2 separate regions of the Anas platyrhynchos genome follow, and region 2 is linked to region 1. The links are chromatin contacts, called in public Hi-C maps. All regions are on one chromosome and are shown on one strand. Each heading gives the region's core, a stretch centred on a gene start, on an enhancer-like site or on the middle of the called end of the contact. The rest is flanking DNA. Distances are from core to core; before and after follow the strand shown.

Region 1 (6,818 bases), core at 2,430-4,929:
CGCAAAGCGTCCTTGGTGTGCCTAACAACTCCACATTAGCTGAAAGCTGCCTAGACTACAACAAAACAGAACTGAATTCTCAGCCTGAAAAGGCTGGGCTTTCCTTTGACCCAAAGGGCTGCTTACAAACACCAGACAAACAAAAATCTGTCTGTAACCTTCCATTTTCTCACTACATTCTTTTGTCCACGAGGATGTTATAGGTGTGGGACTGTGAGCAACTTTTTAGCCATCGTGACTTTATTACATGAAATACAAGAGGTGTCTGAATGACATTCATATTTGCAATAGCAAATATGCTATTGGTTGGAAAGCAGTTAAAGTTCTTTTGACGACAGCTGGTAATGATGAAAATGTGGTTACAACTAATACACTTACATGCATTTAACAAAGGTACTGAAGTTTTCCACTTGTGTCCCAAAAAGAAGGTAACCCAGCTGGGCGTAGGCAAAGAAGACAATGAAGAACATAATGGCAAAGCCCAGGATGTCCTTGGCACAACGTGCCAGTGTGGAGGAGAGCTGTGTCATTGTTTTGTTAAAGCTAATATACTTGAATATCTGCAAGAAGACAGAACAGGGACAAAATTAGGCCAAACCACCAGCTAGATCAGTCTCTTTCCTACATGTACTTGCTTACTAAGACCAAGTTTCTCTATGGTATCAAAGCACTGAGGAGACAGCCAAGCTGGGGGAATAGAGGCCTAGAGTTCAGGTTGTTTGCCCTGGGAGTGCCACCATTTTACGACTGGGTCATAAATATATGACTTTTTTCCCTGAGTCAAATGAAAATTTAAAGGAGGGAGTGCTATGAAGGTGAAAAGCTGCCTGGATTTACTACAAAACAGAGCACATGACACTTGAGGAAATCCTTCCCTGTTCTACAGGTGTTATCCTCATTCACTATGAGAGATAGAGGAGTTAGCCCTCAGGATATCCAACAGAACAGGTCTGAGACTGGAGCCCAGGCACCCCCCAGATCCCCTACAATACCTTGATCCAGGCAAAGAATAAGTTGACTGCATTCATGTTGTTGTACTGAGTCTGCCAGAATGCCAAGAACTCAAAGTCTGCATAGGTGTCAGGGTGTTTCAACAACTCTCCCAACAGTCTGTTCACCTCAATGGTGCGAAAGATGTGAAATCCAATAGCAACGATGGAGAGCTGTGAAGAAGAAGGGTCTGCAGTGAGTGTAGAAGTGTCCACAGATACTAAAGTGCCACAGAATTACTTGGTATCACACTTCATACCTACACTCTACTGGTGGGGGATGGAAATAAGGCCCTAATGGACTGAGTGATGACCTGACTTCACAGCTTCTCAAGCATCATTAAGGGAAGAATTTTTTCTAATACCTGATAGAAAACCACATGACCATTTACTCCGCCAGTCCATTTTTCTATTGGAGCAAAACACGTCAGCTCTTGTCTTGTCTAGACCAGTTTCCCCATTCTTTCATTAGCTGTCTCTTGTACCCCTTTGCCCTTTTTCCTCCCCCCCCCCCCCAAAAAAAAAAGCGTGCAAGCATCCTTACCAGGATGACAACCACATCCAATATGTTCCAGATGCTGGTGAAGTACTGAAGTTTGTGGATACGCAACTCCAAAATCTCCTCCACCACATAGTAGAAGATGAAGACACAGAAGACGATTTCACAGGCAACAATGAAGAAGTCCCATGCACTGACATATCGTATAAGCTTGACTGTCCGGATTTGCCAGGAGGGGATGGCACCACCAGTGGCTGGAAACTCAACCACTAACCTTGAAGGGAACAAGAAAACACTGTTAATTACAAATGGTGGGATGGAAGCATCAAACCTGAGTATGAGCTATCCATCAAATTGTGACTGGAAGAGTTGTGCATGTGTTTATGCATTCTTCTCTCTGCTGCTTCACTACTTGTGATAGAAAAGCATGAAAGCTCAAAAGAAGTGTGTCTACTTGTGTCAGAAAGACCAAGTCTTCTTGCTAATCCATACAATATCTACTGATACCATTCAGTCCTACACCTCATAGTGGAACAGATTATTTTTGCGTTTTAAGAATACGTGACATTGAGAAACAAGCGAGAGGCAGAAGAATTTCCAGTGGGACTCAGCCTACCTCAGAACACAGAACAGATTGATATTTGCATTATACACAGAGAAATCAATGAAGACAACTCGTGTCCCCCGATCCAGCCACAACTTCTCCTTCAGGATTTGCAGGGCTTCAGCACTCTCTTCTCTGGTCAACTTGAGGTCTATGTAGTATCCTCCCCCACTATAACTGGTTAGTCTTCCCCAGTGAGATGAGCCACCCAGCTCTTCCTCAGAATGGTACCTCCACCTGCAACAGACAACCCATGAGAAAAGGCATCACTTACCACCCACAGTCTTGGATAGAACTTTGCAGTCAGGAGAAATGAAACGGCATCTTCAAAGGACAGAGCAGTTTAATCAAAGAGTTGGCACATAACTCCTACTCCAGTTCTGAGCTTACACCAGTTTTTCATTGTTGATAGATTTCTGATCTAGTGCTTCCCAGCAGTGACACAACACAAATGGAGGGAAAATTCTGCAGGCTCTTTGGCTATGTCATAGCCTTGTTTGCTTTCAAGGTTATTCACAGGGTCTGTTGTATTGCCTCCTACCATGTTGCATGCAGTTCTCTGCTTAGAACGCTCTTGCACACAAATTTCCGTATGAAAAATAGCTTTTTTTTTCACAGATCAAGACTCAAGCAGCAAGCAAGGGGTTATTAAATGGCAGCTGCCTCACTTTATTATAGAGGAAAATCCACATCAATTACATGAATAATCAGTAAAAAATAAATAAATAACCAAGTGTGATGGTGATTTTACATGTTATATTCCATCTCAGTGTAGAATTAGAAGTTAAGAAATCTGGGTCTTAAGAAAATGGTTCAGACACCTCTGTCTGGAGAAAAAAAAAAAAAAAAGGCAAAAAAAAGCTGGGAATAGGTTTTCAAGATGAAAGGGGTGCACTCCTTTAAAAACAGACAAACAATGTCTACCTAATTCTCATCTGGATTTCTCATGGCTTTCTCAGCAGGTTCCACTCTAGCATTCAGTCTGTGTCTCCTTGAAGAGGCTTGATGCAAAGGACTTGCTGCCTCTAACTGCAAGGGGAATTCCAGCCTTGTGTGAGAAACTCACCCCTACTAATTCATTCTGCAGCTCAGCATATCTTATTTTAACCAGAAGAGACTAATTTGGGGCAATTTAAAAAAATGTAAAAATCACAAATATTCTAATCCCAAACAGCAGATGTACTTACGCTGTTCCATTGACAAGTCCAAAGGAGATTCTTTCCTCCTTGTCTTCTGAGTATACATCATAGCAGCCTGAGATTTCCTCCTTGAAGTCATCATGGACCACACAGGAATTGTTCTTCACCTTCAGCTGTCGCATCCGTGGGACACCCAGCAGCAGGTTCTCATAATAGATGTACGACTGGGTATTGTGTGCTGCTAGGGACTCATTGTTGTACCACTTTGTCCAGTAAAGATTATCCAGAAGAGGACCTTGTGCATACTGCGTGAGAGGGAGAAGAAAGCAACTGGTTCATAGCCTACATATCAGAGGAATTTTGTTAGTTTGGGCTTGAGATAAGACCTGACCCACACTGCTCTACTGGTAGAGCTCCCGTTGCGTATATGCTAAGGAGGGGAGCCCCCATATGGAGCTGGGTGGAGCTGCAGGGTAGAAGAGGGATGCTGGGCAGCAGGGTAGTGTGGTGGCTCCTCTCAGGCCTGTAAGGTGCTTGCTGCACCTCGTTATGCTAACAAGGAGACAGGGGCCCTACAACCTCTTTGTCCCTTCCTTTTCAGGCAACACAAGTCTGGAGGAACTGTCCTGGCATAAGGTATGAATTATTAAAACAAGGTGGACCAGTTCCATGTAAACAGTGGGGGAAACAACAGTGCCATAGTTCATTGTGCTTTTTTAATATACCAGAAAAAAGGCAAAGCTAACTGACCATTAATTTCTGGCTGGCCATTAGAGATACGTGGTTGCAATATCTCAACGACATTCACTGTGGACCATATTATTCCTTCTCCAGTTCTTTAATAAAAATGTGATAGATCCCAACATCTTTTCCCCTCTTTATTTTCTTTGGTAAAAGTCAGTGCAAATTTGAATCCAGTTTCTCCATAAAGAATCTACAGGTCAGGCCAGGCCATGCATAAATTACAAGTTAACTACACTGATCCCATTTTGCCCATGAAAATGGAGATAAAATTATTACTAAGAGACCAGCATGAAGACATTAGACTGCAGGATTCAAAGCTATGTCTGTCACAAGAAAGCCTGGAATGGACTTTTCTGGACACACACAATACTTAGCCTAGTCAGTATTCTGGCCACAGTGCTCAAAGGGATATATAATGTTCTAAATCAGTGTGTATTCTGCATGTAAATGATACCATATCTACTGCTAGTAGCTGGCAAGCAGCTGTAGAATGGCTTGCTAAAAGCACTAGGTAGCACATTCAGAGGTAACTGAATATCCCACCCTAGCTGAGATTTCCAGGGCTCCCCATGCCAGGCCAGATGTGTACTCACCACCCAGAAGTCAGACATGCTGCCAATGGACTGGAAAGAAACACGGCTGTCTGAAGAGGTCTGCAGGAAGAGCTCAGACATCACTTTGGTGTAGTAATAGGCATTGGAACTTGTCATTCCATATGTCACTAAGAGAAGAGACAAAAGGAAGGTCCTCTCTTACACCTAAATATCAGAGCCTGGTATATACATTCATTTTCTGCATAGCTTCTACTGTCGTAAGTAAGCTGAGCAGGGCAGAAGAGAAGAAACCTTGAGACCTCTAATCACATTACTTTCTTGATTGCTTAGGGAGTTCAACTTTATTTTCTGCATCCTCCAGAATTTAAACTGTCAGAATGACATATTTTAGGAGTTTAAATGCCAACGAAGACCACTGGATGATGCAACTGAACATCCTGGGTGACATTTTCTCTCAGAAATTTTGTCTTTCTGAGGGGGAAAAGAAATCTTCTTTCTCATAACAAAATTCATGAGCTGTATTTTGTGTGCACTTAGTTCTGATATAAAGCTATGAAAGTATAGAGACTAACCTGTAGTGGAAAATTCCAGTTAAATTTTTGTCTACCAAAAAAAAAAATCAAATAAATATATGTTGTTTCAACTACCCAGAGCTCCTCCCTGCAGAAAAGCATCCATCACGGCAATCACTAGGAACAAGTCCTACTGTTGAAAGAATACTGTGAAAATAAAGCAGCAGGTATTCAACATTCACCTCCCAAACACTTCTAGATGAGTCAGTGTGCGACTGCATGTACGTCTGTGTGCATGCCCTGCTTCTTCAGGAAGGACGGTCTCCATGGGTCAGTGTGATAGTAACTTGGGTTGGTATTGTCTGTCTGTCTCTCCTACTACAGGGTCCATGAAATATAATCCTCTTCACTGTTCTGTGTCACAGGTGCTCATTTGTGATAGTGAATGAACCTTCCCAAAAAACAAACAGTCATTGTTCTAACCACACAAAGGCCATTAGCATTCAGTACAGGGCTGCATTAAATCTACCCAAGAACAACACAAGCTGCCATCTGCATTATCACCTCAGGCACCTCATCAGCCTCAGAGACAAAAATCTCTCTGAACCCCGTGTCTCTGATCCCAAGAAGTTTCTAGAGCTGCTGTCTGATGTTTGAACATTTGCTGTGAAAATAATCTTGCTGTGCAGACTCTTCCAGGACCGTGATGTCAACAGAGTTGATAATGTGGTTTACGTAAATCTAGCAGGTATCAATTCAGTCTAGGGCAATTGTCAGCCATTTTACTTGTGTGTGCAGCAGCTATTCTGTGAGTCAACAGCACACCTGCTTGCTGCAGTGATTATATGTACAATCAGTTTAACACCTAAAACAGGGTGAGGAAGTCTAATAATAAAACCTCACCTTCTTCCCCTCATGTAGCGTGAAAAGACAGCTATGAGATATGATATGTACTTACATAGACAAATGTCCACCAAGAACACAATATAGACTAGAAGTTCTCGCAGTGTGGTCTTCACATAAAGCTCTCTGTTTTCAGCTGTGTTCTCAGTGAGCGTAGTGCCCCACAGACCTGAGGGATGTAAAGAAAAAAATTGAGAAGTTTTATGGCCATTCTCAAAGGCTATAGGAGGAGTCCCATTCCCAAAGAACACTCTTGTGAGTTGCTAGATTTTTGTAACTTTTCAAAACAGAACTATTTTTCATCTCAAAACTTGACTAAAACTCGTTAAATAACCTCTAAAATGAAAAATTCCAGTGTGAACAAAAGATTTGAGGCTGGCCAAAACTGAAATTTGATGACCATTATGTTTTGCTAAATCACTCTTCAGTTTTCTGCCAGACTTCAATATGGACTGGATTTATTTATTTATTTATTTATATTTTTTTTCTGCCTGTTTTTCAGTTTACTTTTTGCAGAAATTCAGTCTTTGTCACAAGACTTTGTCACATTCCTGGAATGTCATAGTTTCATTTCAGTCATGCATGTGCCAACATCTGACCTTCTGATAAGGACTTCCATAGCAGAACTGCATCTGATTTTAGCTTTACTGCTATTAGTTCTTTTTATGTATACTGAGCTATCAAGCTCCAAATATTTGTCCCTTGCTTACTCACATACTTGAAGATATATGTCATAAGACTCAATCAAATAGCCCAACTCAATATTTTCAGCATACAATTTAGAGCCAAATCGTGTTCAGGATGTCTATCAATGGAGCTCTGCTGGCTTCAGTGCAGATTTATACCAGCTAATGTTCTGATTCCTTCACAAAGT
Region 2 (7,536 bases), core at 4,193-6,692, 40 kb before region 1:
AGGAGACCTGCGTTGTTCTTCATAGTCAGTTCAGGAGATTACACAGCAAGGCCGCTGTAACGATCCCAGTAGCAGAGGATTTTTCTTATTCATGACGCTATGAGCCTTGGCATCTTAACTGGAATGTGGATGTACGTATTAAGGAAAACTGAATGGTGACTGCAACACTTAAAGACAGAGCAGGGCTGCCATGCATCCAGTTCTGCACCCAGCTTGGTTCTGTGGACTGTCTCCGACTGAGGATCTTAGTACATGGCACGCATCCAAGAAGGGAGTGGATTTGCACCTAAATTGAAAGCATGCTGCTATTAGAGTATGGAGCCTGTCTGGGTCTTGTTCTACTCTCTGTTCAATACCTGATTGGCAGGTTATCTGCCAGGAGCAGAAGAATGTATTTAGCTTGCTGTATAGTGACAGGACAAGTCACCGGCACTTTGTGCTTGGTATTTTCCCTATCACATAAACATGATCACAATGCTCTAGACAGCATCTTATCCTCAGGAGATTTTACATCATCAGCTGTGATTCTCCTCCATAATGGCAAAGAAAAAGGACAGTACTATCAAATACACTGGTGAGTCTGGCTGAATCATGTCCACCTCTTGTATAATCTAAAAGTGCATGAAACCCTGGAGACACAGGACTTGTAGACTCTCTACCACCTTGCCTTATTGCCGTTGATATATTATACTTCTCCATATCAGAGATCACCAAACAGGCCACTGTCCAAGTTGTCATTCATGCCAGTCTCTAGGAATGAAGATTTTAGATCTGCCTGGCAAAGATCCTCTTGTCTAGCATAACTGTGAACACAGCATGAATCCTAAAATTATGATCTGTGAGATTTTAAAACACGTACTGTTATACATGGTATGATTTCTTCCAACACAGAAATAACTGATCAGTTGGTATCTCTTCCTGTTGGACTGGAGGATGTTGCTTTGATAATGATGCTAAGTGTTTAATAAGCTAAATACGGATAAAAGCAAACACACAAATGCATGGATGCCTCTGGGAGACTTAACCCTGTTCTTAAGATACTCATTCAAGAAAATCTTTCAAAGTGAACTTGGCCTTCTCAAATCCTACATCAAGGCCATCCAGAATAGTATTTACCATGTTAAACCCAGGATTTTTAAAGTGATGCTGAAGGCTCTCAGAGGTCTTGCTTCACTGCTTTTACATAGCACTAGGAAAAACTGTCAATCAGTGGCTGTACACAGAATTATGAATTTTACCATATTGTCACCTGACTAATCATTCTTCTACATAGTCTGTAAGAAGTTTGAACTTCCTCTTTCCTACATCAGCATTTGTAGTATCATCTACTGCCAACTCACTCAAAAGCTAACTTCAACTAGTATGAGTCAGCAGGAACCAAAAACCCACAAATTTTGAGTGGGAGTTTCTGTTCAGTGAAAAGGGCCTTGTTAAATTAGCAATTTGGAGCATTGTTAATCTTGTATAGAAGGAGGTTTATTTGCTGGGCATGCCCCTTCAAAAACTACTAGGATCAAAATATTATACAAAACTTCACTGGGAAAGCAGAGAAAGAATACGCTAAGTTTGCTAAGCATGTGATAATTTGATACAATAATTCCACCTGAGTTCAGGACAGGTAAAGAATATAAGTGAAGAAATACTTGGCACAGAGTTTAAAGCATGTTCTCTTGTATGATCTCCAGTAACTGGAAAGAGTTTGTCTTTATTAACAGACCCTTTGAAAAATAAAAGGACAACTTACATAGTCTTTCCAACAGGAATTTGAGATTCCAGAGAGACAAATGCAGCAAGTTGTTTTATTGTAAATTTATCGTAACTAGTCTCTCTATTGCAAACAGATAAAGATGGATATCAAACTCAAGTATTTTCAGTATCGCATTTATATCTCCAAAGGCCAGGGAATCTTCTTAATGCAGAACTCAATGAACGAAAAAAATAGGTTTAGGATAAACCTGCTGCTACTATGGGAAAACATCTTTATAGGTTATGCAAAGCTTTTCCTAGGTAGAATGTTTCATGTGGGACATAGGACTAACACGGATAGCCAGTATCAACATACCTGTTAGAGACAAGTTTCAACTTTTCACCGTGTAACAACGGAAGCAACAGAAACATTTTAGAAGAGGAAAATGTCATTCAGCCTTAAGCATGAATACAGCCTACTGTATTCAATAGATATAAAAGATTACCAGTCAGGATGTTAGCTGTTACCAAATCCTTGTCAACATATAAAACTGGTATTGTGTAACTTAAACAGGGATCAGTCTGACTCATAGCCCAACTTAAGTCCAACTTAAAGTCCAACTTAAAGATTGTTGTAATTTCATCGTTTCTCCAGTTTTTTGTACTTGGCTTCTGCAAGAGGAAAAGTAACAGTATTTTAGGACTCAATAGGTAAAAATCTTAAATCTTGTATGCAGCAATACAAGACATCTTACAACCAAGTTAATTTAAAGAAATCACTTGAGACCATTTTTTCCTAAAGTACTTAGGCAAATCTAATTGAAAAATGGGATTGTCAAGATCTAGGTGCTTAAGTCAGACAACCCATACTAACTTAAGCCAAGGAGACTTGGATGCCTGGTGGAACTTAATAAATCTCTATTTGTGGGATTAAATATCTATCTTTAAACTTTGCATCAGTTCACACTGCAAAAAAGAAATCACGCTTCATTAACAAGTTGTAGTTCAATAATACCTGTATTTTATCTCCATGTAACTTGATATATTAATCTTTTATCAACTCTTACCACTTCACACACATTTCTAATGTTCATTAACTGGAAGTGGATCAACATTATGCTGCACGGGCAACTCTGTCACTCAGAATTGTTAAATAAAGTAAGAGTTTACTTTGTCTTGGGAAATCTCCTTATAAGAGAATATGTTGCTAGGTAGTAACAGTAGAAGATAATAGTTACCAAGTTTTTTGGAATATGCATCCAGTTTATAAGCTGCTTGCTCCAGAGCTGCAACCTGCTCCTCAATTAGGTTGATTTGTTCCAGATATGGCTGAAGAGCAGCATCTTTAAAAAAAAAAAAAGCAAAGCTGTTAGTTCTTGTTAATTCAATTCCAGGAAATAGTTCATACTTCAAACATAAGAATTTATCATAATGTTCTCCAGACACAATACTTCAAAAGCTCCTTCCTTTTCCTACCCCAAAATTGAGTGGTGATGCTGATAGCCATATTCCAGCAACTTACAAAAAGTTTAAGAGGCTAGACTGGATTACTGGAAAAAGCTTACTGGCTAGACTCCACACAAATAGAAAAACAACGTACAGCAAAAGAATTGTTATTTAATCCCTATCAGTCCAAAATTTGGGGTAGAACAGGACATAAATTCTCTTATGCTAGTCTATGTAGACTGTAGTTTTGTAAAGATATACAGAAGATTGGCATTGTCTAACAGCATGTATATTTCAGTGAGTTTTCTTTCCCTGAGAGCCTATTGGAGTGTAAACTATCAAATCTTAGATGTTTAATTTCCCATACAAGTCTATAGTTAATTATACCCCTCCCTTATTTGGTTTACTTACATTTTTGATTTAAATCCTTCAGATTTCTACTGATGTTTATGGCAATATCTTTCATTTCTAGGTACTTCAAGCTAGTCAACTTGTTCATGTTTTCCAAGAGTTTGTAGTCTTCACTGGTGGCTTAAAAACAACAGAGTGCATTTTAATGTTCATGCAGGTTGAACTGGGTGCAGACTCTTCTAGAGAACAAGAAATTTCAAAACAATAGCTAAATATAATGAAGAATAATTTAGGTGGTAGTAGAGGTATTAGTATAATGATGTACAAAAAGAAATGACATTCTGTGAAATGTAAAAATCAATTGGACTCATGATTTTTTTCTAAAAAAAAAATAGCAAACAAACAAGAAACAAGCAAACTTGAGAAACTTCGTGTGGAAGGAAAATGTCATTCCAAAGACAGGCTCCAATTCAGCAAAACATATACAGGAAGAATGCTTCAAAGATCAGAATGGTTGATAGAGCTTTGGGCAATCCCTGAATTTTTTCAGCCTCACAGACTTCCCTGCCTGTTTTACCAAAGTCACTTTCATTCAGATTTTCAAGACAGAATCCAGTGAAATTAAAAAGATAAATTAGCAAGTTTCCACTTCCTGCAGTCCCCTATCTGTTTAACAGAGATAAGAGATCGTCTTAGATGTGAAAGGATGATCATATCAGACAGATCATCAACCTTATGAAGCATCTCAGCTAGACAGGTATCTACTTAAGTAACCTAACGGCTGAGTTTCCCTTGCTTTTAACGCAGAATTAGATTAGATGACCTACAGAGGTCCCTTCCAACCTATATAATTGTATGATTGCCTGATACAGGCTCAAAGCAGTTGGACAAGACTGCTGATTTTTAAAACATACGCATGTGAAGCACCTATGAGGAACAGAACAGTTACTGCTAGCATTGTCAGATATGATAAAATAGGTATAGTTTATACAAGCAACACAACAGAGTTCCTGGAAAAAATATGAAAAGAAACAAAAATGTACTTGCCTGTCAGTACTGCAGTGCCTTACCTGTCAGTTCACCTGTTAAGTAAGTGGCCATTTTGCTGAACATATCTTTACACAGTTCATTGATGTCCGCTTCTGCGGGCTCCTTAGCTTCCTCGGCTGTTTCAACAGCAGGATCCTCTAATCAGGGCACATGCATTATTGAGTTAGAGAAGGTTAGCAGGTACAGAAACAAGCCATAAAAATGAAAAGGTCCAAGTGCTTTATTTTTGTTGGTGTTGTTGTTTTGTTGCTGGTGTTGACTATGCCTACTTTCTGTATAAATGGTCTACTTTGCACAAGAGGAGAACAAACCAAGCCTTTTCCTTAAAGAAATATCAAGATTATTTTTCAGTAATACGCTGGGAAATGTGTAAGGGAAAGGCACCTGGCCTGAATGCAGCCCTGCTTCAAAGGAGTATGTGGAGAACTTCTGCAAGACGTTGCCTCTAAGAACTTTGTGCACAATTACATTGATTTTTATTTCTAGTCGCTGCCTTAACATACAAAAACTGCCCCAAGCCCGCTTCACGAGGGACAAACACGGATTGCCACCCACGGCAAACGACGATCAGCGCTCCCCTCCTCGAAACCCATCTCCACCACACTCGGCCCTTGCTCTGCTCTCCCACAGCCCGGCAGCGTGCTCTTTGTCCTGTGACAGCTTTCGCCCGGCCCGAACGGAGAGACCCCCAGCGCCCCACCACGGCCCCACCGCCGCCACGGAGCCCCCCCTGACCCCCGGCCCCTTACGCTTGGCGGGCTGCGCGCCGGCCTCGGGCAGCCCCTCCGCCGCGGTCGCCATGGCGACAGGCCCCTGCCCCGGCCCCCGCCGCCGCCGCCGCCCTCAGCCAGGCCGCGGTTCCGCCCCTCGCCATGGCGGCGCAGGCGCGGCCCTGGAGAAGCGGGGCGGGCCGGGGCCCTCTCGCAACGCTGGGCGCTGCCCGGCGGGGGCGCTGCTGCCCCCGCCGCGTTAGGGGAGGCTCCGGCCCCGTACCCCGTACCCCGTACCCCGAGGACACCGTGACCCGAACATTTATTGCACTTTGGCAGGGCAGCCCCGTTCCAAGGGTTGCGGCTCGCCCAGCCGTCCGCAGCACATGCTGGCAGTGTTTCCCTTGGCGTAGCAGCTGCGCTGCGTGTGAGGGGCTTCGTGCAGCCTCAAAGCTGGGGTTGTAAGGGGACAGCTGCTGGCACGCTGCAGGCTGTGCTGTGTCAAGCTTTGCTGCGGTTACCACAGCAGGAGCTCTGTGTCTTAATCTGTGCATAGTATGATATATAGTATATATATGTATACACACACACGCTATACTATATATAGCATTGATATATAGCATATATATATAGCATGGCATAGTATATATATATAGTATAGCATGGTATATATATAGTATAGCATAGTATATATATATATGCATCTCTATATAGAAATGGCACAGCCAAACAGGAAGCCTGCTAAAAAGATTTACCATACATACAGGTTTTTATTCACTTATTAAAAAAGAGGGGAACAAAATCCCTTCTTAAGTAATATAGAATTCATTTTTACAGTACAACTGTCATCATATTTCTCACTCTTAGGTTCCACGGCTTATACCACTGTTTAGATGCCATCAGCAAAAGCTGCTTCTGCAAGTGTCTTCCACAGAGGAGCTACTAGAAGTATAACTCTTGCCTGGCACTGAGAGCACATTCCCTGTATAGACTTCAACCTTGAATGCATCTCCAACTCATTTTGAATGGTTTCTGGCTCTCCTCAGGTGTGATGGGCACTAACAAGAGGCAACATATCTACGCATAAATGTCATCATTACTTTATGCCATGTGGTGGAGAAGCTCACACTTCCAAAGGAAAATGTTTCCTTGTGTATATTTCCTGTAAAAGTTAGCCACAGAAGAATGAAGCTCTATAACAAACAGTTTGATAAGCACCTAAGAATTATGAGAAATATATTCCCTTACAAAAAAAAAAAAAAATTATTTATGCAATCTTACAGTAATACATTTCCTCTTAAAAAACAAAATCATACAATTATATGGAGATCATGGTCCAGAAACAGTGGGACAGGATTTCCATCTTAAGTCCACTAAAGAGTCAGTTAAAATCTTTGGCAACCTCCAGCAGGCTTTAACAAGCTTTGCTGTTTTAAGACCTGAGAAGTTGCAGAGCAAGGCAGTGCAGGAATCTATGTGAACTTTCTCATAAACCGTAGTTTGGCATAGGCAATGATGAGGAAGATAACAGTCATGCAGAAGAGAGCCACTATGTTTTCCCACATTGCCCAGTTGGTAGGTGCAATTCCTTGGCTGCACAGGTATGCTTCACCAGAACACCTGCAGAAAAGCATGGGACAGAAGTTTATTATATCTGGTGCAAGATACTGTGAGTCTTCAGTTGGTTACTTTTATTTTCCTGTCATGCACAGATTTCTCTACCCACAATTCTGCAAGACAGAGGTGATGGAAATAGAGTGACTTACCATGAAAAAATAAAGCTTAAGGGACAAATCTGGATCTTTTGTTCTCATAATTTTTCAGATGATTCGATAGCATCAAAATTGTTTCTTACAGATAACTGGCAGTTTATGAGCAAGCCTCAGAACCACATCAGACTATGATACATATAAAAATATTTAGTTTTATGCATCAGTAACTGGAGGCCCACAGCAGGGGTTTGGGGCCCAAAGCTATAGAAACAGTTCACTTACTCTCACAAACACTTATTCTCTGGGTAATTGTAAGCTCTGAAATAGTCTGACTTGTCCTGTAGCAAGCCATTGCAATTCAGACCCAAGAACAGTCATGAGGTAAATACTTACATTTCTCCTGAAGTAACTGAAGGACAACTGCCTGCATCTCCCACAGACACTGTAACATTTGGATCCTTCTCACCACAGAAGTAGAGACCCCTAAGCTCATTCACTTGAAGAGCCTAGGGAAAGAGGCAGACAGCAATTTTTTACAAAGAGCTAATGACTTGGGGTGCTAAAGCTGAAACACCTCAAAG

The links. Hi-C and Micro-C count contacts between places; a contact is called where the count stands out from the background.
Region 2: a contact with region 1 is called in a Hi-C map of skeletal muscle, with 4 times the contacts expected there. The contact joins the promoter of BLOC1S2 here to the enhancer-like site in region 1. A contact is called at or near these places in 2 of 8 Hi-C or Micro-C datasets (liver and skeletal muscle).

What each region holds. Positions count from the first base shown.
Region 1 is chr6:21,370,167-21,376,984 of IASCAAS_PekinDuck_T2T, reverse strand. It overlaps PKD2L1 (polycystin 2 like 1, transient receptor potential cation channel), which reads right to left. Exons shown (of 16, transcript XM_013104782.5): 3 at 6,000-6,113; 4 at 4,569-4,696; 5 at 3,280-3,536; 6 at 2,105-2,329; 7 at 1,534-1,762; 8 at 993-1,163; 9 at 379-560. Among named protein-coding and RNA genes, the nearest start is that of PKD2L1, 13 kb to the right of the region's middle. Within about 2 kb of position 3,679, at least 1 of the 8 cell types and tissues checked has an H3K27ac peak or open chromatin away from gene starts, as enhancers often do.
Region 2 is chr6:21,411,524-21,419,059 of IASCAAS_PekinDuck_T2T, reverse strand. It overlaps BLOC1S2 (biogenesis of lysosomal organelles complex 1 subunit 2), which reads right to left and starts at 5,442. Exons shown (of 5, transcript XM_027460094.3): 1 at 5,283-5,442; 2 at 4,554-4,670; 3 at 3,544-3,663; 4 at 2,925-3,029; 5 at 1,686-2,358. The coding sequence starts at 5,334. The coding sequence ends at 2,327. It overlaps LOC101797254 (broad substrate specificity ATP-binding cassette transporter ABCG2), which reads right to left. Exons shown (of 16, transcript XM_027460092.3): 15 at 7,349-7,461; 16 at 5,994-6,863. The coding sequence ends at 6,716.